2 separate regions of the Xenopus laevis genome follow, and region 2 is linked to region 1. The links are chromatin contacts, called in public Hi-C maps. All regions are on one chromosome and are shown on one strand. The core of a region is the stretch at or near the end of the contact, and the rest is flanking DNA. Distances in the headings are between cores, read along the strand shown.

Evidence for each region. A called contact is a pair of places that touch in the nucleus more often than the background predicts.
Region 2: a Hi-C map of the XTC cell line shows a contact between it and region 1, with 3 times the contacts expected there. The contact joins two enhancer-like sites. A contact is called at or near these places in 2 of 4 Hi-C or Micro-C datasets (the XL177 cell line and the XTC cell line).

The regions. Positions count from the first base shown.
Region 1 is chr5S:26,788,032-26,794,806 of Xenopus_laevis_v10.1, reverse strand. It overlaps plcb1.S (1-phosphatidylinositol 4,5-bisphosphate phosphodiesterase beta-1), which reads right to left. Exons shown (of 32, transcript XM_041564338.1): 24 at 3,767-3,899; 25 at 2,817-2,870; 26 at 1,291-1,510. Among protein-coding and RNA genes, the nearest start is that of plcb4.S, 100 kb to the left of the region's middle. Within about 2 kb of position 3,781, at least 1 of the 7 cell types and tissues checked has an H3K27ac peak or open chromatin away from gene starts, as enhancers often do.
Region 2 is chr5S:26,976,300-26,984,055 of Xenopus_laevis_v10.1, reverse strand. plcb4.S (1-phosphatidylinositol 4,5-bisphosphate phosphodiesterase beta-4) reads right to left here. Exons shown (of 41, transcript XM_018265087.2): 8 at 7,145-7,288; 9 at 2,209-2,288. Among protein-coding and RNA genes, the nearest start is that of plcb4.S, 88 kb to the right of the region's middle. Within about 2 kb of position 2,960, at least 1 of the 7 cell types and tissues checked has an H3K27ac peak or open chromatin away from gene starts, as enhancers often do.

The DNA.
Region 1 (6,775 bases), core at 2,532-5,031:
AGCAGACACTGATCATTCTTGGATGCGCCATGGGCATGGTTAAAGCGTAATGGGGTCTATGTAACATGGTGGTCATGTGGCTGGTTGGTACATTGGCTAGCACTTTAGGCTTTTAGTTCTGGTGTGTGATCCCAGCCAGACCACTATCTATGAGTATAGTAAGGGGGGGAGCTAGCAATAGCAGCAGAATTTAGAAATCAATTCCCACCAAAGGGACCAAACCACAGTTGGATCATCTTTGCCACTAGCTTATGTTTCATTGGGTGTAATCCTTCTTAGGTTTTGCACAACAGATCAATTTATAATTCCACATCATGGCCCAAATCCCAAATTGCAAAGTTGAAATAGATGAGAGATAACGAAAACACTCTTGATCAGCAACATTAACCTAAAGATTTCCCATTAGAATACTAATCAGAGCTGGGAGTTTAAATATGCACATTAGTTACTGTATTTACACATAAGATCATTATTCAACCCCCGGCAACAAGAGCGATAACCAAATGATGTGTCAGAATAAGAGCAAATATTATTGGTTAATACACAATAAAAGAATGCTACACACAAAACATATATTGTATAGTTCAATAATGTTCAATCTGATATTTCATTCGATATTTCCCATAAAGGATGTTGCGCACCGTCAGTGATAAACTATAGAGTATGGACGACCCTTCATTCTAATCATGAGCTGTACAATATATCAATATTTAGATGTTTCATTCACTTTGCTTTTGTTTGTGCTGATTTGTCTGTTGGTTCTGATAATCATTGTCTAGATTTTAATGCCCCGATGGGCTACAGGTTAGTTCTAACGCCACCCCATTTAAATCTATTAGAAATGAACGCAGAGAGGAAATTGATGTTCTAATAAATGTTCACAACCCAATTAAAACTGTTGGCTGTCTGCTACTGAGGTACAAAGTCAGTAAGACACTCAGGGGGGTTGTAAGAAATGAAGATCCTTATGAGACACGGGGCATCATTTACTAAGTGCAGGGCAGAGTGCAAAGAATGGGGGCAAAACATGGGGGTCTCCTCTGCACATCAATCTTAGTCAACCCAAAAATACATGGGGTAACAATGTATTCATGAAGGACGGGGGAGGAACATAGGTACCATTAGTGCCCATTCCTGCCCAATTACAAAATTGCAGTCCCACCATGTGCCCCTGTCTATGTTCGGCAGCTCAGCTTTGTATTTATAAGGGATAGGAATGGGAAGGCATGTGGTCCTTACTGCGTCTGGGCAAAAATTAAATAAAACCTTCATTTATACTGGTGAACATACTTTTTTTTGCTATCCCTTTTTGCCGTCTTTTCCAGAACGGCCCTCCTCCTCAAGTAATCGCTTTGAATCTCGTTGTACTTGGCCGTATGCTCCTTGATGAGATCGGTGGTTTTCTTGTGGTGCCTCTTGACCAGGTCCTTCATTTCTTTGTAATGTTTCTTCTGAAGCTTCACAAACGCTTTCTGCTGCTTCAGCTCCTCCATCGTCTGGGCTTCCACTTCTGCAATTCATTTAAGAGTGGGTATTTATATATTTATAGAAATAACCATTCACCTGTCTTGTGCCATGAGAAAAACACAAGAAAATACAGCTATGCACCCGTTTAAGTAAGTTAATTAAATGATATTCATGAACCATTAATGATACTTGAACTTCCCAAATGTTGGAGAGTAAAGCCATACACGGCCGATAAAATCTGCCGACAGATCTGAGTCGGCAGCTTATCGGCCTGTGCGTGGGGCCCTCCGACGGGCTTCCCTGATCGATATCTGGCCAAAAGTCGGGCAGATATCGATCGGGCAGGGCTAAAAATCCAGTCGGATCACGGCCGAATCTGTTAGTTGGTGCGGTCCCACGATCAGACCACCCTTATTGTCTACATATGGTGTTTGGTGAAATTCCCAAACGAGCGGATCTTTATATCGATGGTCACCTTAATAATGGTTAATCAAAGTATTTATTCTGGTACATTTCTTCTGGTAGGTAGATTTAAATAAAATGGTTCATAATTAACAACTTGGGGGGGTTTTAATAAAAGGCAATATGTCTGTCTTGGTGCAGTAACCCATAGCAAACAATCCACAGGTAGCATTTACTGGTTACCTGTTTAAAAGCTTAAACATTTGATTGGTTGCCGTGGGTTACTGCTCCTGGGCAAACCTGGTGGCTTTTATTATACATGGGGGTTAAATTGGTATTTTTTAGCGATGAATGAATTTTTCCGGCAGGCGTGGATTTGTGACAAACTTCTGCATTTCGCCATCTGCAATTTTTTTCACGAAACGGCAACAATCCACCGTGAAAGATTTTGCTGTGATAAAAAAGCCACAAAATTGTCACTGAGACAACAAAGTCGCCATAAGAAAAAAAAACGCCCATTAGAACAAAAAAGTCGCCTAGACAAAAAAATTGGCACAAAAAAAAACATCCATTGACTTTATTGCATTTGTAGTGTGTATAAAAATTTGTTGTGTAAAAAAATGTTGACACCCGTTGTGTTTCACAAATTTTTTAGATTTTTCAGATTCGCTCATCACTCGTATAGTTACGATAGAAACCCCAGAAGTGTTGAGTTGAAATAATCACAAATAACCAAAATTAATTGGCTCGTTCTTGGAATTTTAGAAATGGTGAAAAAAAAAGGTTTATTCAGTTGAGGTTTAGGTTCCTCAAGGGAATCGTCAAGAATATAACCCAGATGGACAACCTGATGCTCTTTAGATGGCATGGTGTTTAAATGAACATATTATGCTTAGGTATATAGGGGATTTGCATTTGAATAACAAGAGCAATGATTGTACATTTACCTGTTAAGACACTTAATATGAGATCTTCTGTTTTAGCAGGAACCTTCACAGAACCTGGGTGTTACAAGAGCACATTGTTCGGGCAATGTCATAACTCGGCATTGTATTACATCACATTTTCGCAACATTCAGTACCATGAACAAAACTACAGGCCCAATGTGAAAGCCAACAATCCCACTGTTTTCTTTTTGCTCATGTGAGCAAAGCAAACCTCTCGGAAAAGTGTGAGGGCAGAGAGGCAGGTGGGTTCAAATAAGTCTCTGTGTGCATTGCAATTTGTTGAATACACTTGGCCTTGAATTATGCAAGTGCACAAGCACATGTCTAATAGGGGGCCATTAGAGGAGCCATCTAAATAGACAGGTTAAAGGCAACACAAGAAATATGCACATCCTTATTGTAGCCTTTCTATTGCAGGTGAGTAGGGGCAAGGAAAGCTGTAGGACAAAGTTCCTATGCTGACAGGCTCTTAAAGAATCAAAAGAATAACACTGAATTAGAAACACAGACTATGTAAAGTCACTTTAAATGCAACAGACCCTTCATGGTGTCTTGTGATTCTAATCAGAAAGAAAAGTGACTCGATTCCTGGCCCTGGGGTCCTGCAGGATTACTGGCTATGGGTTTGCATGGATAACGTTTAAACCAGTGGCGTAACTAGATGTTACTGGGCCCCACAGCAAATATATTTTAGGACCCCCAAAATATCCAGAGGTTGTCCTGTTTTACCGATATATATTGAAATTGCTCAAAATTATCTCCCGTTCCCCCCTGCAACCACAGGGTCTGCTTCCTCTGTATTTACGCCTCTGGATTATACATTGGTTGTAGTTTATTTTTGGTAGCCAGTGTGTAATAGTGATCCCCGCTGGCCCAGTTGAGGGTTTTTAATTTTAATGCAGCACCTTACCTGGAGCAGCACCTTACAGTACATGGAGCAGCACCTTACCTGGAACAGGCTGACTCTGTACAGTTGGGCACGTTGGCTTGGGGGTGAGGGTGGAAGCATGATTCAAGCCATTTTCTGCTGGAGCTGGCCTGGGCTCACTGTTTGCCTCTGATGGGGCCTCCCCGGCTTCTACCTGCAACAAGAAGCAAAAAAAGTGTATTAAAGTAGAAACCACCACTGTTATAAACCAATCCAACTATCCAGTTATTTATATTCAGAAATGTGTTTGTGCATTTCTCAACCAAACCTGCAACCAACACTCTCATGTTATGAGTCACTGACGCATTTCCCCCGCTCTCATTCCAGCAATTTGCCATTCACGACTGGCACACAGCATGGTTGGGTTTTTGCAGCAGGAAAACAAATGTTAGGTTGAAGTAGCAGTAATACACCATTTGTACATCATGATTAAACACCTAACCATCCGTCTTACACCTCTAATTACGCCACAATTATAAGCCATGGATACGCTGTAGCATAAATCACATAGCAAACATTTCTAAATCATATGTCACATCAAGTCGTATATCTGATTTATGCTGGAGAATTATTAGCAGACCTTTCAGCCAACCCAGATCTTTCTGGAGCCACCCATATTTATATTGCAGGTTGGTGCGGATCAGGGGCCAAACATCTGTTTTCAGATCTGTTTTCAAATGGTCCTAACAAATACAAATTTGGTATAGGACTAGGGCAGATTAAGCAGTGCCGGTGTTATGCGCTGTAGTAGTATGGGTTAAATAAAGTCTGTAAGTGTTTCTTGTCTTTCTTTCATGTTTATAAAAATCAAAACACATTTTTTCTCATCAAAGTGCATTTTCTTCCTCCATTTTTGAGCAATTTGGTTGCCACAACAAATAACTGTGGATGGGCGCAGCACAATTAACTCATAGATTTAACTCATGGCAGGGTACCGTAAATTGGGAATTGGCACTATCCCCAAACTCCACTACTATTCCTTCTCCCCCAACTAAGAGGGTCTCATTCCAAGTCTGTCCTTCTCCATAGGACTTATTTCACTCCAGGCGCTACATGCATTCCAGCCTTTATATACCACCAGTACCAACCTGACTCACTGGTACCAACCCCCCTCCTACATTGATGGCCCTAAGCAACTGGTGCCTATATCCAATGCTAGCAGGTTTCCAATCCAAACACACACTTTACTCCACCAACAGAGGAATGTATCTATGGGATGCCCCTACCACCTCCCTACAAGCTCCTGCTCTATAAAGCACCATTATGAGTGCACTATTTGACAGCCCCGTACATACACTACAGCACTGAATTTTAACACATGTCAGCTCTCTTGGTTCAACTATATACATTTACCCCCCAGCAGGGTGGAGACGGAAAGGGTATAACAATGTATGGAGTGGAATGCACATGGGCAGAAATTGCTTGGATTTCATAGGACATCTGTGGATCTGTCAGAAGCACTGGTCCTATAGGTGCAAAGGTCTCAGATACCACAAGCCACTCCCTTTATCTGGTTATTTGCAAAACCCCTAAATAAATATTTATAAAGGGAAAATTTTGTCTGCAGCTCTCCAGCTGTTACGCTACATATGAAAGCAGGACACCGGATGGAAATTTGATTTAAACATGTCACATAGCCCCGTGTGTGCACCAGGGAGTTTCCCTTAGAGACATCAAGCAGACTTGCAATTCCAGTGCAATTTTCTCTTTTTTTTTGTTTACAGATATTGGCATATATCATATATAGCAGCTAGTCAACTCCAGATTGTGAGTTAGACCGAGTGCTGGCAATTATCTTTCTATGTTTTGTGTACAAATCATAGTCAAATTTTGCCTATACATGACGTTCAGCCTTTAAAATGATTTATAGATGTATGTTAACTGGTCTTATTACTTAGTCACATTGGTTGCTTCATTTTAAATGCACTACATACTTAGAATGCTAATGGATAGTGTAGGACAATGAGAGGCCTTGACGTGGTACGTGAGCTTACATATTTTGGTCAAAGTGTGGTACTAACACCTAATTTTTTGGAAGAATTGTCTTTAAAGGCAAACCGTGAGCTTTCTTCTTCTTTTTTGTGTACAAATATTGACTTTTTATTGTTTATAGCAGCTGCTTAACTCCAGATTGTGGGTTAGACCTGCAGATTTCTTTCTGTGTTTCAGTTGCAATTCCCTTTATTCGTTCTGTAGCACCTTGTACATTTGTATAAACTGAATCTCCAATAAGCAGAGTTAATAAAGCACCATCGAAGAAAGAAAATTCACCTAATGCAGTGATTCTCATTGTGGCACCGTGACCCAGTTATTTGATCCTTTTTTTTTCTTTTGCCTTTCTTATACAGTGACATCCAGTACAGAGTGTAAGCCCTGCCATTCTTTGGGTGCTATATAGGATGCTCTTTAATAGGGTGGAAGGCCTACGCTACTTGCTTTCCTTAACATGGGTTTAAAGATACGGCGCCATCTAGTGGTCAACTTGTTCACTACATTTTACACTAAGATGATACCTTAATCTTTCTCTCCATTGATTGAACTGGAAAGGATTCACACAACAAACATTCAAGAGGATTACAATCATCTTCAACTGGAATTTTTCCTTTGGCTTTCTGGATTGCTGTACAGGACACATATGTGTGTCACATTTCTTGTGCATGAGACACAGAATTATAAATGAACTTGGTGAAGGTCACAAGCAACAGACACAGGAATAGAAAAAAGACCCTCTGACACAGGATCTATCATACGGAATAATGTTAGGCCCTAGAGCCTAAAGGTGTGGGCACCCAAGACAGGCTCCCATCACTGTTTGTCACCTTGCATGCCCCTGGCAGTGACTAGGGGAATGCAGGCAGAAGAGGCTCAGCACCCTGCACCGTTGCACCCTACGCACATGTCCATTATGCTGGCACTGCCATACTCTCCACAGAGAGATTACTGCATCTCTAAATAAACAGACTTTGGTTCACAAAGTGAACACCCTGACCTGCTTAAGGCTCTCTGTGGACCAGTTATTTGGACTATAAT
Region 2 (7,756 bases), core at 1,711-4,210, 190 kb before region 1:
CTCGGCTGAGTTAGTAGGTGTTTGTTTTTAGTCTGAAGGCCATTCAGAATGAGGCTCATATTTACCCAATAGCTAAGTTACAGGGTAAAAAAGAAAAAAACATCAGTTACACCACTTGTCAGACCCCTGCCCCCATCATATGAATAGAGGGCAGTTCTTTCTCAAAGCTATGGATTTCTATCTGTATTCTAGGAGAAGATACACATGATGTTCAGAAAGGTGGGGAGGCCATTTATAAATACACATTACCCTGGACCTTTACAACCCCATCACTATCTACAAGCAACATATATTTATTCCAGCATGTGTGTGCCAATCAATACTTTGTACTGCATTTCTAAACTGAAGAAGGGGGTGCACAAGACTCTGGCCTCCACATATAAGAAGTCCAGTTTACCTGGCATTGATAATCTCATTAGCTTCTGCACTTGCCATTTGCAGCACGGATTAAGGGGTTCATCTCAGAATCTGTTCAGCCAAACATATTCCAATGTATCTTCTTTGATAAATTGACAATTCTCAATTGATTCACAAAAGTGCTGATACCCAAAGTGTTCAGCACTTAAATGAGAAAAATATGGAGCTTCTAGGAATCCATCAGTTTTCCCCAGCTCTTCATTTGCTAAACCTGCCCCTTCATGTCAGACAAGAAGAGGAAAGCTGCTTTTTGGGGTAACCGTTCCTTCCTTTCCTTCATGGCGAAAGCTGCAAGGCTACATCAATCATTTAACAAAAAGACACATTTTCATCAAACAGAAATCAACCTGAGCTTTACAGCTAATAAAATTGTTATTGTTGTTTTTTCTGTTGGAATCATTGAATTCCTTTTCTGTTCTTCAGTCAACTGCTTAATTTGTTTGGAATTAGGTTAAAACAGAAAATGAATCTATCAGTTATAACTTTTCCTGCTGCCAATAAATACATTCAACAAAAAACACAACGTGTTCAATATATTTTCAGTTAAAAGAAACAAAGGTGGAAATAATGTAGACTTTAGTGCATGCCCCTCTCTGTCTCTTCAGCTCATGGGTTGATTAAGTGGGAGGCATTCAAGCTTGGCCCATGCAATGTTGCCTTAACGTTCTTCAACTAATTATATTCAACTGATACTCAACTGATGCTCAACTGCACTGTGCCAGGGTTGGGACTTTCATGGCCTTTGTGGCACAGGTATTGTACGGGACCAGTCACAATGGATCTTTAGAAAATATTTTGTATATCTGGAATTTGTTGTCATTTTGTGTCATTATATTCTAAGTATCTACATGTGCCCTAAGAAAGTGCTACCAAACTATAGGCAGCCCCTGTACAAGTGGGACAAATTCTTCTGTATGAACTATTTTTACTTGGATAGATGAATGTATTTGTAATATCAGCTAAATGGAGTGAGCTGAAAAAATTATGAATCCCAAAAGGTGGCACTGAACCAAAAACATCATGTTCACTCCTATTGACTCAATGGCACTTTATGTAGGAGCTTAGGGTGGGTCATTGTAGAACACTGAGCAGAAACAAGAGGTGTACACATGCAACAGAATGAACACCCACACCAGGTTTACATGTGTAACACCCTTTACCTCAACAGCTGAAAACGTGGAGTGACCTGAGGCACATGCTACAATTGCACCTGTTTCATATATACATAAACAGGCAAGAGGGGTTAATTCCAGCACACCCTATTAATTACCTTGAAAAATACTGATATAGAAAATTCCTAAAGCAGAGGCTTTCAGGCTTGTTCTTCAACACTTGGCAGCTAATTGGCTCATTCAAGACTTGGCAGCTTATTGGTTCATTTGTGGGGCCCTCCGATGGGCTTCCCCAATGAATATATGGCTCGTTGATGCAGTCTTTACTCCAAATGCCTATATCTCCTTCATTGTGATCCGATTGTTGTGCCCTAGAGCCTACTGATAAGATCAGCCCAATTAAAGGTGGGCATATGGGGGAAAGATCTGCTCATTTGGCAACCTCCCCTTTAAGATCTTTAAGATATAGAGATTTATAAAATAGTCACAAAAGTCCCACGGCCTACTATAGTTCCCATAATGTATAAAATATATTAAACTTAAAGTCATGTGAACACATATCATATGTAAAAACAGAATAAGAAGAATAAGAGTTTTTGCTGTGAAAACAGACCGAGCTTGGAAATTCACATGGTAAAAACAAACAGAAAACAAAAGACACAAAAAAAAGGACACTTACTGTTTTTTGAGACATGTCATTGGACTGACGTTGTTGGCTCTAAAATTATGCGTGATAGATTTTAGCCCTTCTACCCATTGCTGAAAGACAGACAAACACACGGAACATATAAGGAAATATACGCTACACATACGGGCAAAGCCAGACTGCTCACATGTTACTTTACAATGGAAACGGTACAATATACTCTGCAGTTATTCTGTAAATCTCTTGTACACATTGGGCAACAGAAAGTACTAAAACTACAGCATAAATACATATTTACACACGTGTCATCTAATGCTCACTAACACATTTATCTTCTATTTTCAGGCCAGTCAGTGAATAAAAAACACAGTAAGAAGTTTGCGTGGGATTCCCCCCACGGCTGATAACATTGACCATATGATTTGAATGTGATTGTAAGCTCTGCTGGGGCAGGGGCTGATGTGTCTGATAATCTCTGTAAAGTGCTGTGGAATGGGTCATTGATAATAATAGTAGGAATAACAATGTACAGAAATACTGATCATCTGGAAAACAATGATAACACTGAAAACTTTGTTGGTTATGCACAGTGTGCAAGCAAAGCACAAAGAACATGGATTGCAAGAACAAAGGTACAAATGTGGGGTAACTTGCGCCACTGTCTTTCAACAATTACATTAAATAACAATTAACCATACAAAATGCAAATCCTTTTGTACTATCAGTATTCAGCTGTGTGCTTGTCTGTGGGAATGCTAGTGGTCAGTCTAACTAGGGGCCCATGTGACTGATGGGATAATAATCAGGCCCCCTAGAGACCTAGCAGTTTGATTATAGGCTCTAAGAGAAGGGGCATCTGCATGTGACTTTCGCTCTCCTTTAACTCCCTGCCCGGCCTCTTCCCAATCGACATCTTTGTGCTAAACACTTGATTTCAATTTGCTTTGCAGGTTTGTCCAATAAATTGGCTCCATTCACACGTATTATAAATCCATTTCACACTTGGCTGAATTGCAGAAATAAAACCAGGGAAGAAATGCAGAAATAATGAACGGACAACATGAACCTTTGTGCTATTTCAATTACTTGTTTTCCCTCTAATTGCCACATTCACATTCCTAACGAGCAGGAGCAATTGGCTGGCCCTGACCCCACATCAAGCCCTGGCACCAAATGTTTATTATTGACATGGCAATTGCTCTTTTGACCAGGCCTGGACTGGCAATCTATGGTTTCTGGCAAATGCCAGAGGGATTGCTATAAGGTGCCATAGAAACTCAGTATTTAGTGGGCTGGTGGGGGCTGTTTGGGCCTCTGTGTGGGCTGATTGGGCCTCTGTGTACCTGAAATGCCAGGGCCGATTTTAATTCACAGTCCAGACCTGCTTTTTAAAGATGTTTGCATCTTTAATAGAGAGATGGGCACTGACACATTTCGTGCGATGACATTCCAATCTAAAAGGTGTAAGAGAACAGAATCCTCTTATCTGACCACAGGAAAAAGCAGAACGTTACTGGTTAACTTGTGATAGGATTGCAGGGCAACTAAAGTCATGGCTCATACTAATGCATATATGCAGTATAATTTATATATAACCCCATGTCAGAGGACAAGAGGGAAAAAACAGACCCTTTTTGACATGAGCTCATCCACCGCCTGTGTAACACGGTGAATAATATGAATTTATCAGATATAGATACACTGTATATGCATTTGGTTAAACATACACAAAAGATCCAGCTATAATAGTCTGTATGTCAACTCCAAACCACCCCCAGCCTGACCCAGAGTGCTGCCGTTTTATGCCCCCTGCTTTGTCTCTGATGTCACTGGAGGGGCAGGTGCAAGTGTACAAAGAGCGCGCGGGCTGATGACGAATAGCCGCTCTAATGGGTGGGGATTGCTGTGCACTAAAAAAATGATCCTCTGAGCCTCCCCTCCGTGGGTTCCCCAGGTTTTGGGCCAGTCCACCCATCACTACTGTGCTCTTAGGGAACAGCTCCCCAGCCCACTTAGGTGTAATACAACTTCTCCCTCATCTTGTTTCTATTGATAGCGAGAGCTGCACAGATTCTCTGCAGGGAGAGGAACTTCCCACAATCCTTCCTTTCACAAAAGAACAAGGGGAGGGGCTGCAGGACTTTGTGAGTCGAAAGTTGAAAATTGGTTCCTTCGAGCCACTGTCATGGTTTCCTTTCAATCAGGAATGTGGAATCAGGTATGTCGGTGTAAAAAGTCTATTTATAGTTGTATACCTACATACAGGAATGCACCCTTTCTACATAATCCCAATGGAATGAGCTTGCGCCAAAAAGGGGGACATTTTCCTTTTAGCAGTTTTCTCACCACTTTTTGGTATAATTCATTAAAGCTTTATAAATATACTCCTTAGTGTATTCCCAGAATAACAGAAGCCCCCTATCCCCATGCCATTCCTTAGGAAGGTCTGGGAGAGAACATTAGGGACTTATCTATTTTTATAACAATGTTCTATGTGAGAGAGGCTTGGGGAGGGCAGGACTTCCTTGTACCCAGTGATTAATTATCAAGCTGAAATTGCAGCACATGATTATTCCTCCTTTTAACATGTGTCTCTTTTTAGACTGACAAATATCCCAGAAGGGGTCTCGTCATCAATAAAACCTTTAACCTTTCAGAATGAAAAGACCTATTGAAGCATTGTTTGGAAACGTTATTACTTTCACTAATTTGACATCCAAGCTCCATAAAGCCAGTGTAAGCTCTCTGCTCCTGGCATGAAACAAGCTGCACAAACTTTCAGTAAATCCTAATAAAATCTGCTGTATCTGAAGGGGAGCTGTTGAAGTTCCGATCTCCGCTGGGTGTCGATAGAGAGTCACAAATCAGCTGGGACATTAACATAGAAATGTAACGTGCAGTGCCAAAAGCACACACGTGGGCACCCATTCCGATTAGAAGAAAGGGGGTTTGGCTCAGTTTTGGGAAGGGGTTTGTTCCAGTGAGAGCTGTGAAGATGTACAATTCTTCCTGCATTAGTGGTACAGGCTGATACATTAGATAGCTTTAAGGAGTTGGATGGCTTTTTAGCAAGGGAAGGAATACAGGGTTATGGAAGATAGCTCATAGTACAAGTTGATCCAGGGACTGGTCCTATTGCAGATTTAGGAAGGAATTTTAACCCCTCTAAGGCAAATTGGAGAGGCTTCAAATGGGGTTTTCGCCTTCCTCTGGATCAACTAGCAGTTAGGCAGGTTATATATAGACTTAAGGTTGAACTTGATGGACATGTGTCTTTTTTAAACCTAATTTATGATGTTCTGTTCATGGGATAATTTGGGTGGGGTAAGTGGGTAAAGGGGACCTACTCCTAATGTCTATAGGTTAAGTGGGGATTCAAGGGCAGGGCTGAAGCTGTTGTGGGTGCAGGGTTCAAGGGTTGCTGGATATGCCTTAAATACATTCCAACCCCTCCAGCCCTTCTTTTCTCCTGTAAGTCCTTCCCTGTAGTGGTGTAAGTATAGATGGACAAGCCTTGGTGGCGTCTCTATAAAGGTCACACTATGAGCCCTGTTCTATGGACACGCAGACTTCGACACCCTAGTGCACATCAGAAGCATCAACATCACTAATGTTTTCCTTAACATAATAAGCAGCATTTCATCTTCATACACGCAAGGGTAGGAACGTTCCATCTGTAACTAAATCTGGGTCACAGTGTCAATGCTCATTTCCTCCTCAGCGAATAATTGTACTTATAATATATCAGACCGTTACATCAGGGAGGACGAAGCTTCCTTTGCAAATATTGCTGTGATATTCCCGGCTTCCGCTCCCTGGATCAATAGGAATACGGCATGAGTAATTCAGCAGGTTACAAAGGCGCTGAAGCTCAATACTTTCCCCTCTGCAAAGCAAGGATACAAAGAGAAAGCCTTGTGGGGAACTGGGGGCTGGGATCATTAAAATTAAATTGTAGCATGTACGCTATGAGCAGCATTGCAGTTGGTGTTTGGCCTTCGTACAGCTGCTTGGATTAGTAGATTATTATGGCTAGAGCTCTCTATTGTGCAATAAAAAAGCCCACTGGAGACAAAACAAAATGTGATTATAAAGAATTGTGTGCACAAAATATTCCTTCTTTGATTTTTTTTTTACATTTGGATAAGTGGGAGCTGCCATACTGCCTAACATGAAAAAATGTAGCAAGTCTTAGAACAGCATGAGCAACATAATGTATAAACACATCTGTCCAAAGAAGTGAGGCCTCATTTACAAAGTGTAGCGCAGGACACAAAACAATTCAGGGCAAAGACCTGCACCTCTCGCTTAAATACAGTCCAGCCTGCAATCATTCAGAGGGGGCATCCCCTATCTTGTGCGTACCAGGAAGAGCCAGGGCGAACAAGAGGCAGAGGGTCCCTATACCTAATACCTGCCAATGATTTTAGTGTACAGGGCTGCATCGTGCCTACTGGGTGCCAGATTTAGTAAGGTGCAAAGTGCACTGAAATCCCAAAAGCACAACTGTCCACCCCTTAGGACCTTAGTGCCCATGGGACCAATAAATGAAGCCCCTGTTTTATACTTTACCATGTACTTATGTGATTATCACCACAGATAAACAGAGTATAGTTTTCCATTTCTATTCCAAACGTTGTTAAGTGTAAGATATACAGTTTGGGAAGTGAATGGAGAATATGTATCGGCACGGGAGCTGTCACGCTGCACACCAGCCCTGCTCTGTTTCCTGGATTATTTTTAGCACCTTCCCTGTGTATATTATGTTTCTCTGGGAATTCCTAATTTGCCGCAAGGGCCCTTGTTTGCAGAGCCACTCTGACATCTAATAATCAAAAAACAGTGTTTATTGTGCCTTTGCACATTGTTGCTGTTGCAAGAATGGCTCCTTGCCAAGCACAAAAGCCGCAGAGCGAGGTGAGCGCAGCCAAGAAACATAGGCAAGAGCTTGAGCACACAATCATAATACCTTGGCTAAGTCGGCACTCTCCGCTACCATGTACGTAAAGCTGATGTTCACCAGATCCGTCCCGCAGCAAACACACAAGATCTTGCCCTCCAGCTCCTGCTCCGCCTTTCCAACAGCTTCCAGTGCAGACAGGATCTTTGGGTCCTGCATGACAATAAATATAGATTTATAAGAGAAAAAAAAAAAGATCATAAAAAAATATGAAAAGCTTCCTTTGTGCAAACAATTTCCCATTGTGAGTCAAGAATATGACGCCATATTCAAGTGGGTCTTTAAAAATCCACAATTAATATTCTCAATGTGATCATATAATTAAGAATAGGGCATAACAAAACACAATTTTTGTCCCCCTTTTATGCAAATCTTTTATCTATTTATGGCTTTTATTCCACCCGCCATTAGAATGGAGATTTCATTAATTGTTACTAATAGCTACTTTGGTGGCACAGGGGAGGCGCGCGGGCAGCAGGGGGATTGGGTAATTATAGAGATGTGACTGATCCATAGATTGAGGAGTACAGAGCAAGGATGTGAGAAGGAAATCTGAGAATTAAAGTGGAGGCCTGTGTTTAAGTGAATGCAACAATAAAAGTCACTGGTAGAGACGATGCA